Linked DNA regions of Mus musculus: all the other regions are linked to region 6. Evidence: chromatin contacts called from public Hi-C and promoter capture Hi-C data. All regions are on one chromosome and are shown on one strand. Each heading gives the region's core, a stretch centred on a gene start, on an enhancer-like site or on the middle of the called end of the contact. The rest is flanking DNA. Distances are from core to core; before and after follow the strand shown. Region 1 holds the start of Helb (helicase (DNA) B). Region 2 holds the start of B4galnt1 (beta-1,4-N-acetyl-galactosaminyl transferase 1). Region 3 holds the start of Atp23 (ATP23 metallopeptidase and ATP synthase assembly factor homolog). Region 4 holds the start of Ctdsp2 (CTD (carboxy-terminal domain, RNA polymerase II, polypeptide A) small phosphatase 2). Region 5 holds the start of Os9 (amplified in osteosarcoma). Region 6 holds the start of Usp15 (ubiquitin specific peptidase 15).

Region 1 (3,901 bases), core at 184-2,683, 3.1 Mb before region 6:
ATGAAGTTACTCAGAGGTACATGCTGCTCCTGGCCAGTTCCTACAGTTACCACAGAGCTCAGCTCAGCGGACTTCTTTAGCAAAGCCGTGTCTGCATCTCATGAATGTCACTTCTCCAAGTGCTGTCTGGTACTAAGTACTAAGTTGGGGTTACTTCTCTGATTAAAGAATGTCTGCCTAGGTGCTATAGACATGATGGCTCAGCCAAGAGCACTGGCTGCTCTGCCAGAGGTCCTGAATTCAATTCCCAGCAACCACATGGTGGTTCGCAATCATCTATAATGGGATCTGATGCCCTCTTCTGGTATGCAGGTATAGATGCAGATAGAGCACTCATGTACACAAAATAAATAAATCTCAAAAAAAAAAAAAAACCAAAATGGCTGCTTAATTCACAAGTAGTATTTCCACTGAGACAGCAACTTCGCCATTTTCTCTCCCTGGCCTGTCCCAGTAGCAAATGCTTGGCCAGGATAGCCAGTTACACTTCCATCAACATGTAATCCTTTCTATTTAATTTCAAACACAGCCAAAGTTGTGTTTAAATTGCCAATGGTCAGTTGCCACACATGGTCCTGGTCAGCAGCTATTACTGTACTAGACCATGAAAATACAATGTGTGTGTGTGTGTGTGTGTGTATGAACATGTATGTGTGAATGTGTGGGCATGTATATGTATGTGTAAGTGTATGTGTGTAAATGTGTATGAGTGTGTTTATGTATGTGTGTATGTATATGTGTAAATCTGTGTGTATGTGAGTGTGTGTGTGTGTGTGTGTGTGGCCGTGTGTTTCCGCGCGCTTGCTCTTTTTCTCAAAGTTGCTTAACAGCAACTCCGTCTCTTATTCAGCCAGCGTGGTACAATAATTAAAGGATTCTGTTTCTGGGTGGGAATGAGGGTGCATCTATTTCCTCGACTGTAAAACTACCCCCAACTGTTAACTTTAAGCGAGACGATATATGAAAAAACCAAGCTTAACACAGTATGTGCTCTGAGTCATTACGACTATTACTACCACATCTAAGTACGGTGAAGCAGCCAGTCACACCACAGGTCTGTCTGTCAACAGTCAAGGACGCTGGGTGCCGGGCAGTGAGAATCGAAAATACTTCTTTGACCCCTGCCAACCCGGCCCGGCTGGCGCTGGCTCACCTCGCGCGCGCCCAGGGAGGCTGCCCGCCTTGATGCCCCCGCTGCAGAGTTCCTCGGCATCCACAAACTCCTCCTCCTGCTCCCCCTCCTCCTCCTGCGCACAATCCTCCTCCTCGTCGTCGCTCTTGTACGGGTGCAGAGGGCCCAGGAGCTCGCGCAGACGATCCTGCCTAGCCATTATCTCTTCGGCGAACTTGGCTCAAAACAACTCTACAAAACCTGGCGCGCGGTGTCCAAAACTGCAACCAATCAACTCGACCCGGGTAAGCCGGTCAGCTTCCGGGAACATCCAGGAGGCGGGCGGTATGGGGGCGTGGTCTGAGCGATGCTCCGCCCCAAAGGAGGAGACTGGTGACAGGCGGGACCAGCAGGCTGGGAGGTACCACGGCGGGCTGGCTGCTGACAGTTTCAGAACTGCTCTTTTTAGAGGTGCTGGGCGTTTCCTGCGGAGAAGGAGACGTGGTGAAAGGTCACGACTCTTGGGCGCAGAGAACCCCGGGAAAGCAGGGCATCCTCTGCCCGCTCTCTTAAAAAGAACACAGCAGAGGCCTCTAAAGACCTTGGGGCACTACCCAAAAGAGTGAATCTCCAATCCGGAGAGCGTGGTGGCGACGGCTAGGTGCCTCCTTACACGTAAAAGCGCCGCGGAGAAGTTGAATTTACATCATGTAGGGAGGGCATTTATCCAAGTAGATAACTAGGTCCCTTTGTATATATCCTCTGCATTGGGAGTTAAAGTTGTGATGTACTTTCTCATTTTTAATGCATGACCTGGGTTGTCCATTTTTATGCTTTTCCCGCTTTGGAAACCACTGGCTTTCTTTCCCGTTTATATACTACTCTCCTCGACTTCTTTTTGTTTTGTTTTGTTTTGTTTTGTTTTGTTTTGTTTTGTTTTGTTGTTTTTTCGAGATAGGGTTTCTCTGTGTAGCCCTGGCTGACCTGGAACACACTCTAGGTCCACCGCCCTAGTTCCTGTTTTCAGTAAAGCAAAAGGTGGGGACTTGTAGCCCAGAGAATATGCAGACTTGAGATAGAAAAAAAAAGAACAGCCGGGCTTGGTGGCGCATGCCTTTAATCCCAGCACTAGGGAGGCAGAGGCAGGCAGATTTCTGAGTTCGAGGCCAGCCTGGTCTACAAAGTGAGTTCCAGGACAGCCAGGGCTATACAGAGAAACCCTGTCTCGAAAGAAAAAAAGAAGAAAAGAAAAAAAAAAGAACAAAAGCTGAATACTGCGGCCGCGGTTCTCTAGATGGATAGTGTTTAAAAGTCGCGGTGCCCTTTAAGGGGCGCTATAAAATACTATTTTACTTTAAGGTTATTGTTTATTATGTAATTATCCTAACGTTAATCCTAAAAACTATGTTTTTATTAAACCCCAAAGCTGTGTTGCTGGTTTCTAATAAAGGCATTTGTCATACCCAAATGTCACGTGCATAGGATCAACCATAACGAATACGCACAGGCATCTTTCTTTTAGATTCCTTTTTTTTTCATGTGCGTGAGGTTTTTTTTTTTTTTTTTTTTTTTTGCTAGCATATGTGTCTGTGCACTCTGCATACCCAAAGCAAAACTTCCAGGCTGTATACTTAGTTGTCACGTGGGTGCTGGGAATGGACCTATCTCTGGAAGAGCAGTTAGAGCCATCTCTCTATCCCTCTCTATAGCATTTTCCCTAGTATCTGAGGAGGTCAGAAATCACCCCCCCCACAGATGTAGAGGGACTGTGGTATAATGTGTTTTGAGAAAAACTGAACTAATCTTCCCCTAAGGTATATTGGTAAATATTCCTGGGAGGAAAACTTTGTTTCCAAGGCTCTGCTACACAGTTTGAATTACTACCAGTAACCAACTGGAGACAATTGTCTTACTTAGTTGCCTATTTAACATATCAATGCTACCTGGCTGCCAGGTTCTCCCTGCATCCCTTAGCCCCAGCCAGTTACAGGATAAGGCTAGCACACCCCTCCCCTTGTCTTGAACGTCTCCAGCCCATGAGCTTTGCTTCCCTTCCCTGTATAATTCCGCCTTTTGTTTACCCTGTGCTCTCCATTGGCCACTTGGCCTGGGCCACCTTGGTGGGCCGCTCCTCTCTTGCTCGTTCTTCTCCCCCCACCACCGGCCTCTCAAGGTCCCGTTTAGTCTGCAGGCCATGTTCAGCCTGTACTCTTGTTCTGCCAGCTTCCCCGTATATCTACAATACAAATCTCCTCCTCACTTTAGGAGTAGCCACCTCCTTCTCCTTTTGCTTCTTATTCATTCACTTCCTTCACACGTGGTTATTGTTACAATACAGGCGCCAGCAGAGGATACCTTTTAGCCTGTGTTTTACCTGAACTCTCAGCAATATTTGGCACGGATAGCTATGGTATCCTAAAGTGTTTGGAGGCCTTGACCTCTGCTTCTTCGCATCTCTCTCAAGTTTCTGTCCTGCCTGTCTGGCCATTTATATTCTGATCCATCTTAAGCCTCTCTGCTGGCCTCCTTATTGGTGTCCCCCCGTATTTGCTCTCTGAAATTCACCCCTCAAATATCTGTCACCGACCTGCTTACGACTTCTGTGACCTCCTCAGCAAAAGATGGAGTTTGGGGAGCGTCTCCTCATCTGTGCCTAGGTTTGCCTGGATGCATCCTGTGCAGGTAGCCACAGATGCTGGGACCTCCTTATCACCATTTTGTAGCAGCTTCCTCCATGACTACTACATTCCACCTTGCAGGGAAGCTCCTTAAGACAGATGCTAAACAACT
Region 2 (3,511 bases), core at 619-3,118, 4.0 Mb after region 6:
ACATGTACGCACATGTATGAAGAACATATGTGTGTGTGTGTGTGTGCTTCACAAGATATTTCCATGCGTAGGGAAACAATATATGAAAAATCTCAAAATACCATTCTCTCAATGAGGTTAATCTTCAACACTTGTGCGTGTGTCTGCATGTGTGTGCTGTGTGTGTGAGAGAGAGAGAGAGAGAAGAGAGAGAGAGGGGGAGAGAGAGAGAGAGAGAGAGCCTGAGGAGACCAGAAGAGGGCACAAAGTCTCCTAGTGCGCAGTTATGAGCCACTCAACATGGGTGCTTCGAATCAAACTTGGGTCCTCTAGAAGAGGGAGAAAAGCTCTTAACCACTAAGCCATATCCCCCAACCCAACTGTTGGCTTTCTGACAGGGTCTCACTTACTTAGACCAGACCAAACCTGCTAACTCCTCAGCTCCTGACTCCACGGTGTTAAGAAAGGCATGCGCCACGTCGGTTTTGATTCTACCAGTCAAGAATAAGATGACTGCCACAATTTTTGAACAAAATTTGAAGCAAGCTTTAATACTAGCCAGGATGATGGACTCTGGCCAGTCCACTCCAGGGTTCCTAGAAAATGGCCACCAGCTACAATGGCCAGGTGATTATAAAGGGCTAACTCACAGGCTATGCCTTGGTCAGATGGAAGCAAGCATACATCCTGACATACTTCCTCCTACCTACCTCTCAACTCCCTGTGATCCCCTAGAAAAGTGAACGCATGTGGCTTGCTATCTGATACGGGTAACAGCTTCCAGAGAATCGTGGCGTATCTGTCCTCGGGCAGGGAGTTGACCGGTTACAAAGATCATTTTGATTCACGGAGTTCTTGGGCACAGTAATAAAAACCTAACTTTGCATTCTACACCCGATGTCTATCAAGTGTTTTGTAAATAAATTTATTCCTATTTACAATAATATTCTATCTACATGTGGGTCTGTGAAGGGGTATCCAGACGCCCGGGAACTGGAATTATTGTTGTAAGCTGCCATGTGGGTGCTGGGAATTGAACCCAGGTCCTTTGGAAGACCAGCCAGTGCTCTTAACTGCTGAGCCATCTCTCCAGTAAGTGTTTTATATAGACAGGTTTACTAATATTTCCCTTCGCCTCTTGCTTAGGGGATCTCTTCCGACTGTAAAGGAAAAAAAGCCCTTGATTTATTTTAAAGGTTTTGTAATTCTACTTTTAGCATTTGATCTGAAACTTCTGGTTTAAGGGTGGGTTTTCCCTCTTCTCCCCAACACACACACACAGTTCATTCAATATTGCTTATCTACAGCCCCAACCCCCAGACACATTTTTCATTATGTTTTACCTATTTTTCTATTCAATTTTGATCCTTCTGAGAACCACAGGACTTTGTTTCTGGTCAGTGTCGGGAATCAAGCCACCTATGGCCTACTTCACTGTCCATCTGGCCACTTTCTGCGGTTCCTCTTCAAGTCTGTACCAAGAAGCAGTTAGGGGAAGTAGGCCGGCCATTGAGTAACGGCTTGCCTCGGTTGATGGCTGGAATTCGGAGCCAAGAGGTCAGAGAGAGGCCGCTGTCTTTGTTGCTCGTGAGGCAGTGTTCACCTCCAGGGCTGGCTGGTTTTATTTATTTCATCTTCCCCATCCAAGTGTTCCTTGAAATGAGGTTAGACCGCATACTGAACCCAATCGCCCTTCCTGGGGCTACACTGTGAACGAGTGGGGAAATGGCGGGGACCGGGAACTGGCATCTTAGACACCGCGGTTTGGGGACGAAGGGATGTGAAAAGGGGGGACCTTCCCGGGAGGGCTCATCGCCTAAGCAATCTTCTCCGCGTCCGCCAGACGGCGCCGCGGAGCTCGCCATCCCCGCTCAGAGCCCGAGCCTGTGCCGCAGCCAGCCCGGGAGCGGCGCTGCGCTGCGGTGTGAGAGCCGGGCGGAGGCCTGAGCCCTCGGCTGCCTGGGAGCGCGACGCGGTGCCAGGGCTTCCCCGCTTTGTCGCTGGGGCTGGGGCGCGGCGGATTTACGATCCAGTTCACCCCGGCAGGAAACGTTCAGAACCACCCCCGCGCTGCGGTCTACAAAGCCCCGGAGTCCGCAGGCGGGAGGAGTCGGATCCCCGACACTGTCGGGCTCCCTCCCGCCCAGCTCCCGCATCAGGCCGTCGCCGGCCTCATGAGGACCCCCCGGCCGGGGCGGAGAACCGGGCACTGCCCGGACCGCGATCCTGCCGCGGCCTTAGAACGTTAGACAGGTCAGTGCGCTGGCACGCCCGGCGGCCGAGGTGTGGGCAGGAGCGGCGTCCTCCTGGCCTCGCGCATCGTGCCCGTGGCTCAACGAGGCCACCCGAGGGTCACCGAGGCCGGGCACCCGCGAGCGCGGGCGCGACACCGTGCCTTCCCTGACCCGCCAGGTGCAGTACAGCCGCCCCTCCGCAGCACCCTGGCCCGGCTGCTGCCCGTGGGGTGGGGGTGGGGTCCCCGAGGGCTGCGCACCCAAGATACTGCATGTCACCACGGCAAGCCTTGGGTGTATGCGGAAGCCCAGAGGCGAGAGAGAGGCGGAAGAAAGGAGGCCGGGAGACCTTTGGCGTGAGCATGAGGGAAGGGGTGCGCGCCGTGCGGAGCGGAGATGGCTGGCCTTGGGTACCTGCGCGAGCCTCGGAGGCGGCGGGGTCCAGAGTCCCGGCCCTCACGTTCTCTGAGAGCCTGGTCACCTCTCACCCTCCCCCATATCAGGATGCGGCTAGACCGCCGGGCCCTCTATGCGCTAGTCTTGCTGCTCGCCTGCGCCTCGCTGGGTCTCCTGTACTCCAGCACCCGAAACGCGCCAAGTCTCCCGAACCCTCTGGCATTGTGGTCGCCCCCACAAGGTCCCCCGAGACTCGATCTGCTAGACCTTGCCCCTGAGCCTCGCTACGCACACATCCCGGTCAGGATCAAGGAGCAAGTGGTGGGGTGAGTGCGGACCGCGGCGTGGCGGCGGCGACAGCGCAGAACATGCTGGAGGGGGTGGCCGGGGAGCTTTTGTTTCCTCCAGTGCTAGACTCGGACGCTGCTTACTGCTGACTGGTTGGGTGCAGTTATCAGGGAGGTGGAGAGGGCTACCGAAGCTTGAACTGGGGGGGAGACAGGGGCGCGGCAAATCTATCCTCCTCAACCTTGTCGCCGCCACTGGAGTGTGGGAGGATGTACAGGCAAAAGAGCACCCGGAGACTGCCTGCTGTCTTGATTTAGACTTGAGATTCCAGAAGGGTTCCTGGATGGCGGCTACGTAGACATCCTAGTAATTGGCCCTAGTTCGCACCTCTGTAACGCACAGATTTAAGGGATAAGCTGTCTCTCACCTGTGGGCAGAGTTGAGGGATCAAAGTGTGCAGCGCTGTGCGTTTTGTGAGATAAATGGAGCTTAGGTACCTACCTGGACTCTGAAGCCGCTTCTCCTCCCTTTAGGCTGCTGGCTCAGAACAACTGCAGTTGTGAATCCAAGGGAGGAAGCCTTCCCTTGCCCTTTCTGAGACAGGTTCGGGCGGT
Region 3 (3,592 bases), core at 346-2,845, 3.7 Mb after region 6:
TCATGACGAAATAGAACATAAATACAAACACTAAAATGGCGCCCCCATGTATCTTTATACCGAAAGTTGGTTTTGCTAAAGTGACTAAACGCTTCGCATTAGGGCCCGTGTTAGGAGAACATGGGCATCCTGGGCCACGGTTAGAAAAACAAACCAGCATAGAACCTAGACTGGAGGAAGGCAGCGCCTACACTGCTCTCTGTGGTAGCACCATGCCTCGCTCTGAGTACCACAGCCCAATGGGACCTGCCCACCAAAGTTCTTCAATGAGGGTTAGCAAGCAGAAATGTGTGAGTCTATGGCCAGTAAGAGAGAAGAACGGTGGCTTAGGGATTGAGCCCAGTGGTAGGGCCTTGCCTGGTAAGCACAAGGTCTTAGGTTCAGTTCTCACCTCTGAGGAGGGAGAGGAAAGGAGGGAGGGAGGAAGGGAGCTAAAAAGATGGCTCAGTGGTTAGTAGCACTTGTTGCTCTCGCTGAGAACCCAGGGTGAGTTCCCCAGCACCTGCATAGTAGCTCACAGTCCTGGACACCAGGAATGCAGAGAGTGCGCAGACACACATGCAGGCGAGACAATCACACACAAAAATAAAGAAATCAAAAAAAAAAAAGCTTTAAAAAGAAGACAGTAAAATCTTTGATCAGTTGATGATTGAATTATGACCAATTCTGCTATAAAATAGTAACTATTTGGAGGGTCGAATACATTTAAATCTTACTTTCCTAAATAAATCTGAGGTAGACAGGCAATCTGCAGATGCAGAGGAGCAAGGCAGTGTCCCGGGACTGGAGATAAATTGCTCAGTGGGAGCCAGTGTGCCTGGGTGACCCGCGGCAATAATAAACCTCTTAGATGTCACAGGCTTCTTAGAGACTATGATGAAGCTAGGAACTCTCCCTAGAAAAATGCACTTAGGTGCATAAACACGAGGGTTTTCAAAAGTTCCTATTCTAGCATTCTCCACAGTTCCTACTGCAGTGACTGAAGGTTAAAGAATCGCCCACCCCACCCCCACCCCAGGGAAGGGGTGCATAGCCAGAAGTAGAGCTGCCTTATTAATGAATGGAGCTCTTTCCAGCTCTCACCTGCACCCTAGAGCCCGTGCCGCTGCAAAACTTACATAAGAAACTGGTGAGTGTGACCCAGGAGGGCAGACTCCCAGCCCAGGCCTTCAGAAGCGCGAGTGGGGCGGAGGCCCACGCCCCCTCCCGCCCACGCAGCCCTAGGGCTGCAGTGCAGTCCGGGATCAGTGGGGGCACGTCCGGGCCCTTCCTCACCCCCCGGGTCCTGTGCCACCCCGACCCCAGCCTCCAGGTCGCGGCTCTTACTGGTATCCAGCGTCTTCTGGAGCATGAGCGGACAACTCTGGTCCCGGGTGAAGAGGCTGGAGAGGAAGCCCTGCTGGGGCTTCCCGTGGGCCGGCGGCTCAGGCGAGCCCTGGCCAGAGTCGGGTCGCTGCAGCAGTGGCTCGCCAGCCGCAGGGCCGAGCTCGCCGCCGCCCGGAGCTCCTGCCATGAGGCCCGCAAGCCTCCTCCTGCCCGCTCGACCTAGGACAGCCGCTTCCGCCGCCGGCGCACGCTCCGCGGGCCAGCACGAAGGAGACGCGGCGTGCAGCTCGTGGGCGGGGCTTGGTAGGCGTGGTCGGTGGGCGGGGCTGATGGGCGGTGCCTCGCGACCGCCGATGCTGGCCACTATATTGCCTTCTGCACCTCAACCATCCTCCCACTCCCTCACCTGCTGTTTCTCTTATTCCCGCTACCCACTCACACCGAATTAAAGGCAGTGTTTTCAGAAACGCTTGGATATTTCAAAGACTGGTTGGTCTCATCAAAATGTGGCTCCTGGGGACCCATTCATCAACCCTCCTCTTGCTCAGAAATAAGATACACACATCTTGGGTCTGGAGAGATGGCTCAGTGGATAAGAGCACTGACTGCTCGTCCAAAGGTCATGAGTTCAATTCCCAGTAACCACATGGTGGCTCACAACCATCTGTAATGGGATCTGATGCCCTCTTGTGTGTCTGGAAACAGCTACAGTGTACTCATATAATAAAATAAATCTTTTAAAAAGAAGGGGGTGGTTGGAAAGATGGCTCAGCGGTTAAGAACACTGACTGCTCTTCCGAAGGTCCTGAGTTCAAATCCCAGCACCCACATCGTGACTCACAACCATCTGTAATTTGACACCCTCTTCTGGTGTTTATGAAGACAGCTACAATGTATTTATATATAAATCTTAAAAAAAAAAAAAAAAGGCTTTTTCCTCAGTTCCCATAATCAGAGTCCACCAGCACACTTACTCAAAATTAATGTTGCCAGATCTGCAGTTTAAGGCACTTTGTCCGTGTTAGTGCTCTCATGACAGACTTCCAGCTTTTACGTAGTGTGTGTGTGTGTGTGTGTGTGTTTCTTTCCTCACTAAATTATTCAGCTCAGCTCACACTGCTAAACACCTGCTCCCACGGGCCAGGCAGGATGGTAGAGTTGGAGAAAACGAGGACAAATGTCCAAGAAAAATAGGCATGCAATGCCTTGTGAACAGCACTTAGGGGTCACGGTGCTCCGTAAACAAGAGTTGAATGGGAAGCAGAAGGCATCACTCGCTTGGAATATTATACAAATATGAGCGCCTGCACTTACAGACTAATAAAGCCATAAGCCAAAGATTAGATTCTTTTTATCAAGGTCCACATATGTACATTATTACCAGTCCTCATGACAACCTTGCAAAATAGTATCAACCCTAATTTGCAGATAGAACTTGCCCAGCTACAGAAGAAGGCTGAAGGTGTTACTCAGTTGAGAGAGCGCTTGCCTGATTGATACACATGAAGTGCTGGGTTCTACGCCCAGCACCACACAAGCAGACAGTGGCAACATGTGCCTGTAACAACAGCCCTGGGGAGGTAAAGACAGGAGGATCAAAGATTCAGTGTGATCCTAAGCTACATAGCAAGGTCAAGGCCAGGCTGGGTGACACAAGACCACTTTCACATCAGACATGGAGATGCAGAGTTTAGAGTTTGCCCAGCTGATTTCCTGTCTTGGTTTGGGGATTACAGTTAAGTGATTAGATGGATCTCAGAAGAGACTTTGAACTTTGGACTTTTACATTGTTGAGACTGCTACAGACTCGGGGGGGGGGGGCTTTTGAAGTTGGACTAAATGTATTTTGCATTGTGCTTTGGCTATATATGGCCCCCATAGACTCGTGTGTTTGAATAGCCTGTGGGGGCCAGGGAGTGAAATGTGATGCTCTGTATGTGCTTGGCCCAGGGAGTGGCACTTTTAGAAGGTATGGCCCTGTTGGAGTGCGTGTGTCACTGTGGGTGTGGGCTTTAATACCCTAGTTCTAGCTGTCTGGAAGTCAGTCTTCCACTAGCAGCCTTCAGATGAAGATGTAGAACTCTCAGCTCCTCCTACACCATACCTGCCTGGATGCTGCCAAGTCCTGCCTTGATGATAATGGACTGAACCTCTGAATCTGTAAGCCAGCCCCAATTACATGTTGTCCTTATAAGACTTGTCTTGGTCATGGTGTTTGCTCACAGCAGTAAGACCTGAGACAACATCTAAAACAAATAAACAAAGG
Region 4 (3,715 bases), core at 347-2,846, 3.8 Mb after region 6:
GCCAGGTAATAATATATATGGAAGTACTTTATAAATATTACAGGGGAGAAACTATCTATGGAAGAGGAAATGAACAGGAGAGAAGTGTCATCCAACGGACAAGAGAGCAGGCCTTGGCAGGGAACCGCCTAGCTGGAGCACAGGGTCAAAGTCCAACAAGGTCCCTTAGCAACCGGCTGAGACAGTCCTTACAGATCCCATTGTTTTAAAGGTGGGAGGCAAATATGTCAGAACTCCCCCGGCTTCCTTTCCTTTAATGAATTAGAATCTACCCAGACTCAGGGTTTGAGGTTACATAAGCATCATTCAGATCCTCTCTAACAGTCACATTCATTTTAGAAAAACAGCATTTTCATTAAAATGGTGTTATGTAAAAAAAAAAAAAAAAAAAAAAAAGAAGAAAGAAAAGGGGGAAAAAAGGGGAAAAAAGAGCAGTGTGTGTGTGTGTAGAAACATTCGCACTTGTAAGGAACATAGGATATATACATATGATGATAGTGCCTTGTAGGTTATGACCTACTTGGACAAGATGAAGAGACACAAATGTCTAGCTATGAGGACTGCAGTAGGAAAGCCACCAGGTGCCCCCCACCCCCCATTCCCCAGGAACTATGGCCTTGAATCATAGTAACTCATCCATCACCAAAAAGCATTTGAAATGGGTCAATGGGATGGTTTAGCCAGTAAGAGCGCTTCCCAGGAAAGCCGAGTTTGATTCCCAGAGCCCACTGTGGAAGGATAGAAGAGACCTCCTTCAGGTGCAATGGGGTGCATATACAGCATACAATTTTTACAACAACCCGATACAGAGTTAAAACTGCTTCTTTGGAGCTGCTACTCCTAGCAGACAAGTGGAGAAACCCTTCCTGAGAAACCTTAAGTTTGGGAGTTCAAACCTGAGCCTGGGCCTAAAAAATGAGGGAGAGCTTTCTGGGTCCACTAAGCACCTCTATCCTCCTCAAACTGAGGATGGAACCATGAGATGGGAGTTGGGGGTGGGAGGGGGAGCTGGACTGGGAGGATAGGGTAGATGCCTGAGTGGGAGGGGCTGGCACCTAAGGTGGCCTTAATACATAAGGTGTCATTTCCAGAGGTCAGTTCCATTCCTCACACTCTGGAGTCTCGGTTCCGCCCCCTACACACTCCTTCCCAGGTACATATCAGCGGTATTCTTATATAAGGCACTGGGCTCTAAGCAGGAAATACCGTAACTGCCTCGAACCCAATCTGGCTTCTCCATTTTTCCCCAGGTTTCGTAGGGCGGAACCATTGAGCCTTCTTGGAGTAAAGCGTCGGAAACACAAACACCCCAGCACCGAGCACGGAAAGCGGAGCGTTGGAGTGGCCTTTTTAAGTAGTTGGGAAGGGGGTGTGGCCGAGAGGACCAGGAGGCCGCAGCCCAGCAAGCGGGGAGTGGCCCGGGGGCGTGGCCGTGGCGACTGGAATGTTGTTGGGTCCTTGCACCGCATAGTAAGGAGGGGCCACGCCCCCTTTCTGCGAGCGGGCCAATCGGAGTGCCGGAGCGGTTTCAAGTCTCCCCCGCCAGCCTGCCCGCCCGCCACCCCACCCCCCTCGGGGATTCGCTTTTTCCGTAAGAAAATAGCAAACCTCTGCAGGGTCCGCGGCCCCCGCTGCTCGCCGGAGGAGGGTCCCGGGGCCTAGGACGCTGGCCTGGAGCGGAACGCGCCGGCAGGCGGCGAAGAGGCCGGCCCAAGATCTGGGAGGAGCGCGGGGGTGGGCGCTGCAGCCGCGGGTTGTTTATCTGGAGTACGGAGGGGAGGGGGGAGCCTGGAAACCGCCCCGTGTCCCATTTCCTCCTCTTGTTTTCGCTCCGGATTCTCCATGTTGGACCCAAACTGAGGAGCCCGGAGCTGCCACCGGGGGATCGGGGCTGGGGGCACCGGGGAAGCCGCCGCCTGGCCCGCCCGCCCTCTGTGCAGGCCGCCTCCCTTCCCGGCCCGGGGAGGAAACGCGAGGGGGATGTGAACAGCTGCGGGAGTCGGAGTCTCGGGAGCCGGAGCCCGACGGGCCCCCGCCCAGGCCCCCCAGCCCAGCCCGCCTGCGCGCCCGCCCGCGCGTCCTCCCGCCCAGCCAGCCCGGGCCCGCGGGATTGTTAGATGGAACACGGCTCCATCATCACCCAGGCGCGGAGGGAAGACGCCCTGGTGCTCACCAAGCAAGGTAGGGGCGCAACTTCCCAAAACTTTGTGTCGCCCCCGAACGGGGAGGGGGCGGAGGATCCGGCTGGACCCGGGGTCCGTCGGTCCTCGCGCACCCGTCGGGCTCTCGGACCCCGGTGGGGGCTGAGCGAGGCCCCGGCTGCCAGCGCCGGGCGGGAGGGTGTCATCCGCGCAGCTGTCACCCGTCCGGCCACCCCTCCCCCCCCGGGGGCAGTCAGAGGCTCGGGAGGGCGCGCGTCGCGCCAGGCCACCCGCGCCGCCCCCACCCGAGCCGCGGAGATGGAGTGGTCACTCCTCCCCCACCCACCACCGCTGCGCGCCTGCCCCGGGGCTCTGGGGAGGGTACGAGGGGTCCCGAGCTGGAACGCCACCGGGACCGGAGTTTTCACGCAGGACCGGGATGCCCGGGAGCTCGGCGGTGGCGGCGCGGGGACTCGGGACGAAGTTCACCGGCCCGAGGCGGGGGCGGTGGTGGGGGAGGGGGGAGGGCCGCGGTCACTGCCGGGCGCGGGACTCTCTTCGCGGCTCGGCGGAGCAAACAAGCCGGACCCGAGGCCCGGCCGGAGCCCCTCCCTGCCCCGTGCGCTCCCCCGGGGCCGCCGCTGCACAGACACAGCCGCGTTTGTTTAGCCCGGGAGCGGTGTCCCTGGTTACATAATTCGCCGGATGGCATCAGACCCAGCGTGTTTCTGAATCGCGCAGCGAAAAAGTGCGAGTTTGTCTGTGGGCAGAGGCTCGCGACCCCCCACCCCGATTGCAGGGGGAGGTCGTCGGATTGAAGCAAACAGGGACGTCCGCAGGCAGGCCCTATCTGGGGTGTGCTTGGGGAGCGAAGCGGAGGCCTCAGCCTCCCGCGGGGGCGGGGAGGAGATTGGGGCTGGGAAAATGGGATTGCTCGGTTTGATCACAGTGGGGTCCCCTGAAACTCTCCTCTCCCCTATGTTCATCTGGCCTTGAGCATTGTGTTCAAGATAGCTGGTAGAAATTTCCGCCCAGAGTAAGGACTAGTGTTGCCCCCCTCCCTCCTTTTTCTTTTTCTAGAGAACTCCCAGGACTGTGGCCACTTGGCTCAGAGGCTGAGAGGCGAGCACGCTCTTGGAACCAGATCTCAGGCGCTGCAGCCCTTTCTTTCTATTCCGGAGGGGCATAAAAGGCCCGTGCCACAATTGAGTAGACTGAGACCTAGAGCCTGGAAGGAGGCCAGCTGTGGGGCCTGGGTGTAGTCATCCCCTACTAATACTAAGCAGCAGGTCACTTTTTCCTGGGGTTCACTTCCCAAGGAGTCTACCCAACTTGCCTTAGCCTAGGGGCAGAGCAGCTGGGCTGGTGTCCCAGGCTCTCTGGAATTCCTTGTTAGGTTGGGGGAAGGGGAGCGGTGCGTGTTTCTTGGCCTTCTGAAGCAGACTGCACTGAGGAGAGCCGAAGCCCTGCCTGCCCCTCCTCTTTGCCAGGGTCCCCTGTTCTAACTGCATCACTGACCCAGCTGTGAGATCGGCGGCGCAGCAAGTTCACCTCCTCTCCTGCTGGCCTCTCAG
Region 5 (3,964 bases), core at 579-3,078, 3.9 Mb after region 6:
ACCCTCCCTGTTGCCTGGGCCCTCTATCTGCCGCTCAGCCGGTCCCCAATCCAACCCCACACCCCAGTCACCTTGGCTGTTTCGTCGTCCCAGTTGAAGGAGGACTGGTAGTGGCCAAGATAGAGGACGTCACCTTTGATCTCCGAGTCTGTAAGGGAAACCACAGTAAAGCCCACTATTCTCATGATGAGGCCTAGAAGGGAGGACTGGGAGGGAAGGTTACCAACCACACAGGGTCATGAAGGCTTAGGGGGAGTGTAGGAGCGATTCACCTTCCATATGGTACTGCTGGATATGACGTCCATAACAGAATTCATATGTCCACCAGTCCTTGGTCTGATAGTGGAAAAAGGAACAATCAGGAGGCAAGAAAATGATCTCCTTGTGAAACCACAGTCTCCTGGCTCCGAGATATATAACCTGTCATTTAGTTCTCACCTCCCTTTTTCTCTCCCCTCCCGCATTCTCGACTCTGTGAGAAGGGACAGCTGTTTTCTTTTCGTGGCTGGAGACGCACATCTAAAGTATAACTGATCCCCACCCATGCCCTTTCTTCTTCTTTTCTTCTTCTCTTCTTTCTTCTTCTTTCTTCTTTCTTCTCAGACAGGGCTATGATGCTCTGTGACCCACCTGGGATCACAGGCATAAATCATTCCCTGCCCTCCATAAAGATAAGAAATCATGGTATCCTTGAAGCACTTGGATGAGGACTCCCACAGGTTCAAGTATTCACTGAACTTCGTGGAATACAATGGCATCCTGAGGTAATGAGCAATAGGAGCAGGAGGTGACTTTACAGGTAGGCTCCAGCTCTTCTGGTCCCACCACCGTCCTTCTGATGTTGGTTTAACCTATTTTGAGATCTTCTATCTTAACCTTTCCCTACATTCAGCAGAGTCTTTGCTTTGCACGCCCCCACCCCACCCCCCACGCTCCCCCCCCCCCAAACATATCTAGTACACCAATGGCCCTTTAACTCCCACTGGCCTCCATTCCGGTTCCCAAGCCTTCCCTCCGCCCACCCCAGTTCCTTTCACCTTCAGCAAACAAGGGGCATCTCTCATTGGGCTCAACAATTCAGGGATCCCGGGCCCCTGGTAAGCAGGCGTCTCCTCCTCTCTTTCACGTTGGAAGTGAATAGCTCCAGCTGGTAGGCGGCACTCATAGCGCTGTTTGTACTTTGAAGACACAACCACCACGTCTGAAGCTTGGCTCTGGGAAAGAAGGGTCGGGAAGAGGGGCAGGGAGGCAGAGGCTGGGACCAAGAACAACGAGATCCCTCTTCAGACCCTGGGGACGTGCCCAGTGGAAGAGAGAATAAGCCACAAGTCCTCCAGCTGCCCCGGCTGAGCGGAGGAGAGGGCGTTCTCGCTTCCCCACCCGGCGGGGTCCCAGTGATTTCACTACGACCTGGGGAACTAAGGTCTACAGTGGGGAGCCCTACCCCTGTCGGTGCCTGGTCTCCGAGGATGGGTCTGCCTGCCATTCCCAGCAGGACCGCAGGAACACCACCATCCCTTCTCCATTCCCCCATTCTCCCGAGCCCGGTGCGCAGTTGCCCTTCCTCCTCCACCGTGCGCCCCTTCCTCTTGCACAGGACCCTCACCTCGCCCCACACCCCTTACCTGCCCTCCCATGACAGGCAACGGCAAGATCTGGATGCCATAACGCATCTCACTCAGCTCCTCCAAATTCAGGCTCCCGACACCGCCCGTCAGACGCGCAGGTAACAGGAGCCCTAGAAATAGCAATCCCAACAGACTGGACAGCAGCACCTCCGCCGCCATCTTCCGCTCCGTCTCTGCTAGAGATGTCCCTTCCGCCCCAAACCTGGCAGCGGCCTCACCCGCCCATTAGCGCCCCAAGCTTTCATTGGCTGTCCGGGAGCTCTCTCTTACGTAACGCATCCTCATTTGTAAACGTGGCGTCAAAGCCTCCAGGGAGGCGGGTCGCATTGTTAGTAAAAATCAATAGCTGTTTCTGATTGGCCAAGAGCAACAACCAATCATCGGCGAGATTGGGCCCCTCCCCTCCTCGCTCCTTAATCCTGAGGTGTGGTATGTGGCTGTGTTCTTTTGCCTGTTGTCTCATCCCCAGCTGTCGGAAATAAACCTTCTTACTATTTTTCATATATTTCTTGCAATGTATGGCATCTCCATCGGGCAGAATATTGAAGCGGATGGTGAGTGCGGGGGATATTTTTGGAAGTTACTTAATATCTTTTCAAAATATACTATACAGAAGCATGCTTCTTCATAAAAATATACATATATCGCACAGATATTTATGTATGTACATATATAATTATGTACATATTTACATTTATATACACACAAATATACATGTACATATTTTTATATACACATATATGATAATATATTACCAACAACCAAATAATCTGTGTCAAAACCTGAATTTGCCCTCCAATAAAATTATTTTAAGAAGGAGAGTGTGGTAGTGCATGCCTGTAATCCCGACACTCATGACACAGAGGCAGGAGGCTCAATAATTCAAGGTCATCCTCTTCCATATTGTGAGTTTGAGACCAGCCTTCGATATTTGAGTCACACTCTCAAATACACACAGACACTGGCTTAGCAGGGTTCAAGCTGCATCACAGTTGGTGTACACACCTGGAATCCAAGCAGTCATCCTTGGCTACATAGAGTTGGGTTCAAGCCTGGAATACATAAGACTCTGTCTCAAAAGAAGAAGAAATAATAATGGAGCCAACAGTGGAGGTAGATGCCTATAATTATAAGCTGAGGCAAAAAGATGAACAGTAGGAGCCAGCCCAGCTTATGAATAGCAATCTTTGAGGAGGAGGAGGAGGAGGAGGAGGAGGAGACAAGGAGGAGGAAGGCAGGGGAGAGGAGAAGGAAGAACTAAAAATAAGGGCCTTCTGGTTAAAGTTGGGCTGGGTCTTGGGTATGTGGGTAAAGTGTCTGTTTGTCCAGACTGTAAGGGAAAACCTGTAAAAACAAAAGGGAAATGAAGCTGGAAACAGACGGTAACTGAATTAGCAACCCTGAGAATATCAATTCCTAGACAACGGCAAACGAGAGACATTATATACCATTGGAAAATTTCTGCGGGGAAGCTCACCACGCCAGGGGAAAATCTAAAAGATACACAGACACATATCCTGCTTTTAACACCTTGGGTTATGTGCCTGCACACAGACTTTTCGATCAGATCTTCATAAGACCTCACAGTTAAAAACTCGGAAAGCCAAGCACAGTTATCTATCTAAGGGAAATCCTTAATACACAAGAAAGAAACCAAAACAAGCAAGTCAGAAAGGAAAAAGCAAATTGGAGGCTAGAGAGATGCCTGGGGTGGAAGAGGCAGGGGTAGATGGAAAAGTGTTTTGGTGTAGGCCTGAGTTCATAGAAAAATCTAGCTCAGCCGACAATCTGTCATTTCAACTCATCAGGGCAGTTTTATGTCAGTGTGACACAAGCTAGAGTCATCTGAGAGAAAGGTGCTCCGCTGAGAAAATGCCTCCACAAGATCAGGCTGTAGTCCAGCCCATAGGACATTTTCTTGATTAGTGAATGTAGCCCAGCCCATGGTGGGTGGAGCCATCCCTGGGCGGATGGGCCAGGATTCTATAAGAAAGCAGGCTGAGCAAGCCAGTAAGCAGCAACCCAGCATGGTCTCTGCATCAGCTACTGCCTCCAGGTTCCTCCCCTGTCTGACTTCCTTCAGTGATGAACAGTGGCGTGGAAGCATAAGCCAAATAAATGTCCTTCCTTAACTTGCTTTTGATCCTGGTGTTTTATCACAGCAATAACAACCCTAAGACAAACAGAATAGGCAGATCCTGGGGGCTTCTTGGCCAGCCAGTCTAGCCAAATTGGCAAATTGGCATGCTCCAGCGTCAACCAAAAACCCTGTCTCAAAAACAAAGGTAGGGAGCAATAGAGGGAGACGCCCGTGCCGATCTCTGGCCTCGATATGT
Region 6 (3,606 bases), core at 819-3,318:
TCATATATTACCATGAACACCAATTATACGTGATATTACTCAACAGAAAAACATTAGTGAGAAAACTATCCACATTCTAAAAAATATTTCTATTTTATCGGTAGTCATATTTATATTTGTATGATACAATAAATGAGTGAATTGGTTTTTAAAAAATGTTCTTCAATATACCAGAGAGAAGAAGCTTGAATTTATCTGTTAAGATCGCACAGGCCAAGGGGAGCATAGGTGTTCTAGGGAATGCCCGATTTCTTCTCAGCAATAAACTCCGTAAGAAAAACAAAAGCAGACTATAAGCAATAATGACTTAAGCCTCTGCAAGGCTGTAATGCAACAAGTGTGTTTTCCATCATCAAGGTTCTTAATTACACAAAGTGTTTGCCGTCTTACAAACTAAGGATCCAAGAACTTCAATTCAGGTCCCCCAGCTGTCGCCTATTAGCTAACTCGAAAATGATTCCAACCCCACAGCACTTGTCTGGAATTAATGGCAGAAATAAAAAAGATCACTAAAACTTAGTATTTCATGAATACCAGATAGTTCAGAATATTTAGCTGAATTAATATAGAGCAAACACAATAACATCGTTATTGCTCTTTGAACAGATGGAGATGCGGAGGCTCAATGGCTTGGATGAATTTGCTTCCAAGTCACACTGCAAAGTATGAGGTGGACCTGTGAATAAATCAGGTCTAAGTCTCTTTCCACCGCGCCACACTGGAGTGCCTAACAAGCACTTGAGAACTGTGAATAAATCAGGTCTTAAGTCTCTTTCCACTAGCCACACTGGAGTACCTAACAGGCACTTGAGACGCTATAAACCACTAGTACGGAGACAGAAGGAAGGAAAAGTAACTTAGGAAGAAAGAAAGAAAGAAAGAAAGAACGAAAGAACACACAGGCACACTGCCCTTCCCCTAAAACAGAACTTTCCCTTTATTTAAATAATTCTGTAAGTTAACTGCTTTGGCTGACGAGTGTTAAATTTTGTACATGCTTCCTCTAGTTATTTAGGTACAGTACCCTCTTATTTTGGCATTTTACAAGTTTGAATATGAGCAAGCCTTTAAGCTTCAAGTGGACTTATCTACTTTCTGCAGGCCTACGTTATCCTTCAAACCGGAGGGAAGGGCTGCACTTCCAAACAGAAGCGCTGCCGGCTCCTATCGAGCCAGGAGCAAAGCACAGGACCACGTGGTGCCTCTCTCTCTCTCTCTCTCTCTCTCTCTCTCTCTCTCTCTCTCTCTCTCTCTCTCAAGAAAAAAAAATTAAAAAAACAAGGTCCCTACACCGCTCCCTCCTTTTTGACAAGGAAGTGGAAATTAGGGGTTTCCTTTTCAGCGGAGCCCTGACACACACCACCTGTGTGGTCCCCGCCGCAAACATCCTGAAGCCCGGCTCCCGGAAGACTACAAGGATCGGAATAATGGGGAACTTGGGTGCGGACGACGCCGGGGAAGGAGTGACCAGAGAAGCGCGGCGGGCGAGCGAGGAGGAGCGGCGCGACCGGGATCTGTCAAAAAAAAAAAAAAAAAAAAAAAAAAAAAAAAAAAAACCAGCGGCAGGCAGGCTCACGCCGAGCCACTGCACCCGGGCTCCGCCAAGGCCCCAAGTGGGAGCGGCACTGCCGGAGGGAGGAGGACCCGGAGCCCCGCGAGCCCCGGCCGCCGCTTCCGCGCAGCCCCGGGCGCGCACCGCCCACCGCGAGCCCCGGCCCTCTGCGCCGGTCCAACCTTTGCCCCCAAAATCTGCTGCCTGAGCGGCCGCCGCCGGACCTGTCCGCACCTGTCACCAGCCGGCGACACCAGCCCACCGCTCCCGCCCAGCTCTCCGCCAGCCTCGGGCCCCCGCGGGCCCCGCGACCCCGTTCCCTACCAGGTGTCCCCTTTCCGGAGCGAGGTTTTGAGCAGCGTCGCGATGTCAGAACGCTGGGTGTCCAGGTCCGCCGCTCCGCCTTCCGCCATCTTCTTCCACTAGCCGTAGCGGAGGCGGCGGCGACGGCGGCGGCACGCCCCGGAGCATTGTGGGAATGGCGTCCCCGGCCCCGCCCCGCCGGCAGGTCTGTACCAAATGGGGCGCGAGGGCGGGGGTCTGGGGGCGTGGCTCGGCGGGGAGCGCGGCGGGTGCGCGCCTGCGCCCTGCTGCCCCCTCGGGTCCCCGCACGCCCCGCAGCACGGCGTGGTCGCCGCCGCCGCCCCAGACCTCTGAGTTTGCACGGTTCTCACCGGGTGCCGCGCTTTCTCTCCCTGCCTTTGCCCTGCCCTGCTCGGACTCTCCTTGCCATGCTGGCCCTTTTCTTGCCGCAGCCGCCTCCAAACCCATGTTTTTGCGGGTTCACTCCTACTGGAGGGCGGGGCCGGCTGGGACATGGCAGAAAGCGCGCAGTTCCGTGACTTGGGGCTTTTCCTTTCCAGCCGCAGAGCCCAAGCCCACTGAATATTGGCACAAAGAGGGCTCTGAAACCAAAGGTTTGGGCGCAGTGCCCTTCCTAGGTTCTTCCCAGCTCTCCCATGCTTGCTGTCTGTAGGGACTTCTACCTTTCATAAGCTCTTTGTGACGCCTCCTAGCGCGCGTGGACACACACACACACACACACACACACACACACACACACACACACGTTAGCTGCAGTGCAAAACATGTCCCAGTTTCTAGGTGAACAAGCAGTTAAAGATGTATTGAATAAGGCCAGGTACTGAAGGGGGTTAGAAACGTGGGAGAAACCTCATGGGCGTCAAATTAGCATTCCCCTAGATTAAATTTCATGGTTGTATATGCCTAAAGTTAGACTCGATAATACAAGCTGCATTTGAAGGCAACAATTACAAACGGGGAAATTGAGCCTCTTAAAAATCAAATGCCAAGGTCACACGGCAACTGGAAGTGCAAGGTTATCGCACAGATTTCAAATCCCCAGTACTCAGTACCTCCATGAAAGGCTGAATTAAGATACAAACTCCGTAAAAGCTGCAACTAAGTTCTCTTTATAATTTGGCGTGTGAGTGTGCGTGTGTGTGCGTGTGTGTGCGTGTGTGTGTGTGTGTGTGTGTGTGTGTGTGTGTGTGTGCACTGCGGTTTAATGGTCTAGTACCATTCTACACCATTTGAGGCAAACGTTTCAAAATTAACTAAGGCAAAACTGCTGTTTCTAAGAATGAAGACGGCTACCTCAGTAGAACAGTAGGTGACAAGTTAAAGGATGGGCAATGGTCTCTCCATTTTTTAAGCCTCCTAGTTTTGGTGGGAAACTCAGTAAGGAAGGGGGTGCCTGCATTAGTGAGGACTGCTGGCCCATCCAAGAGAAAGCAGTGTTTCCCTGGTTAGGGTTTGTCAGCTTGACAGAAACTAAAGTCACTTGGAAAGAGGGGAACCTTAATTATGGGATTGCCTCCCTTAGAGTAGCCTGTGATGAGTCAGTGGAGCATTTTCTTGTTTAACGATCGGTGTGGTAAACCCACTGTGGGCAGGTGGTCCTGAGTTGTGTAAGAAAACAAGCTGAGCAAGCCATAAAAAGCAGTGTCCGTCCACGTACTCTGCTCTGGGTTCCTGTTGAGCTCTGGCTGTGACCTTCCCCTAGCGTAAGCCACCCAGACCCTTTCTTTCCT

Evidence for each region. Promoter capture Hi-C pulls out the DNA fragments that hold promoters and counts their contacts. Hi-C and Micro-C count contacts between places; a contact is called where the count stands out from the background.
Region 1: a contact with region 6 is called in a Hi-C map of B cells, with 5 read pairs. The contact joins the promoter of Helb here to the promoter of Usp15 in region 6.
Region 2: a promoter capture Hi-C map of pre-B cells shows a contact between it and region 6. The contact joins the promoter of B4galnt1 here to the promoter of Usp15 in region 6. A contact is called at or near these places in 1 of 39 promoter capture datasets (pre-B cells) and 1 of 484 Hi-C or Micro-C datasets (pre-B cells).
Region 3: a promoter capture Hi-C map of pre-B cells shows a contact between it and region 6. The contact joins the promoter of Atp23 here to the promoter of Usp15 in region 6. A contact is called at or near these places in 7 of 39 promoter capture datasets (the C10 cell line, the HPC-7 cell line, cranial neural crest and 4 more) and 2 of 484 Hi-C or Micro-C datasets (both in the G1E-ER4 cell line).
Region 4: a promoter capture Hi-C map of pre-B cells shows a contact between it and region 6. The contact joins the promoter of Ctdsp2 here to the promoter of Usp15 in region 6. A contact is called at or near these places in 4 of 39 promoter capture datasets (cranial neural crest, frontonasal cranial neural crest, maxillary cranial neural crest and 1 more) and 1 of 484 Hi-C or Micro-C datasets (the G1E-ER4 cell line).
Region 5: a contact with region 6 is called in a promoter capture Hi-C map of pre-B cells. The contact joins the promoter of Os9 here to the promoter of Usp15 in region 6. A contact is called at or near these places in 4 of 39 promoter capture datasets (the C10 cell line, cranial neural crest, pre-B cells and 1 more).

What each region holds. Positions count from the first base shown.
Region 1 is chr10:120,111,532-120,115,432 of GRCm38.p6, forward strand. It overlaps Helb (helicase (DNA) B), which reads right to left and starts at 1,434. Exons shown (of 13, transcript NM_080446.2): 1 at 1,154-1,434. The coding sequence starts at 1,331.
Region 2 is chr10:127,163,288-127,166,798 of GRCm38.p6, forward strand. B4galnt1 (beta-1,4-N-acetyl-galactosaminyl transferase 1) reads left to right here and starts at 1,869. Exons shown (of 11, transcript NM_008080.5): 1 at 1,869-2,232; 2 at 2,717-2,935; 3 at 3,431-3,511. The coding sequence starts at 2,718. Gm51819 (a long non-coding RNA gene) reads left to right here. Exons shown (of 3, transcript XR_003949045.1): 3 at 378-396.
Region 3 is chr10:126,899,776-126,903,367 of GRCm38.p6, forward strand. It overlaps Atp23 (ATP23 metallopeptidase and ATP synthase assembly factor homolog), which reads right to left and starts at 1,596. Exons shown (of 6, transcript NM_001159559.1): 1 at 1,327-1,596. The coding sequence starts at 1,513.
Region 4 is chr10:126,977,121-126,980,835 of GRCm38.p6, forward strand. It overlaps Ctdsp2 (CTD (carboxy-terminal domain, RNA polymerase II, polypeptide A) small phosphatase 2), which reads left to right and starts at 1,597. Exons shown (of 8, transcript NM_001113470.1): 1 at 1,597-2,181. The coding sequence starts at 2,118. It overlaps Gm40798 (a long non-coding RNA gene), which reads right to left and starts at 400. Exons shown (of 2, transcript XR_872169.3): 1 at 1-400.
Region 5 is chr10:127,119,332-127,123,295 of GRCm38.p6, forward strand. Os9 (amplified in osteosarcoma) reads right to left here and starts at 1,829. Exons shown (of 15, transcript NM_001171026.1): 1 at 1,626-1,829; 2 at 1,038-1,214; 3 at 273-336; 4 at 72-148. The coding sequence starts at 1,787.
Region 6 is chr10:123,194,951-123,198,556 of GRCm38.p6, forward strand. Usp15 (ubiquitin specific peptidase 15) reads right to left here and starts at 2,069. Exons shown (of 22, transcript NM_027604.4): 1 at 1,877-2,069. The coding sequence starts at 1,965. It overlaps Gm4129 (a long non-coding RNA gene), which reads left to right. Exons shown (of 3, transcript XR_003949042.1): 1 at 1-2,060.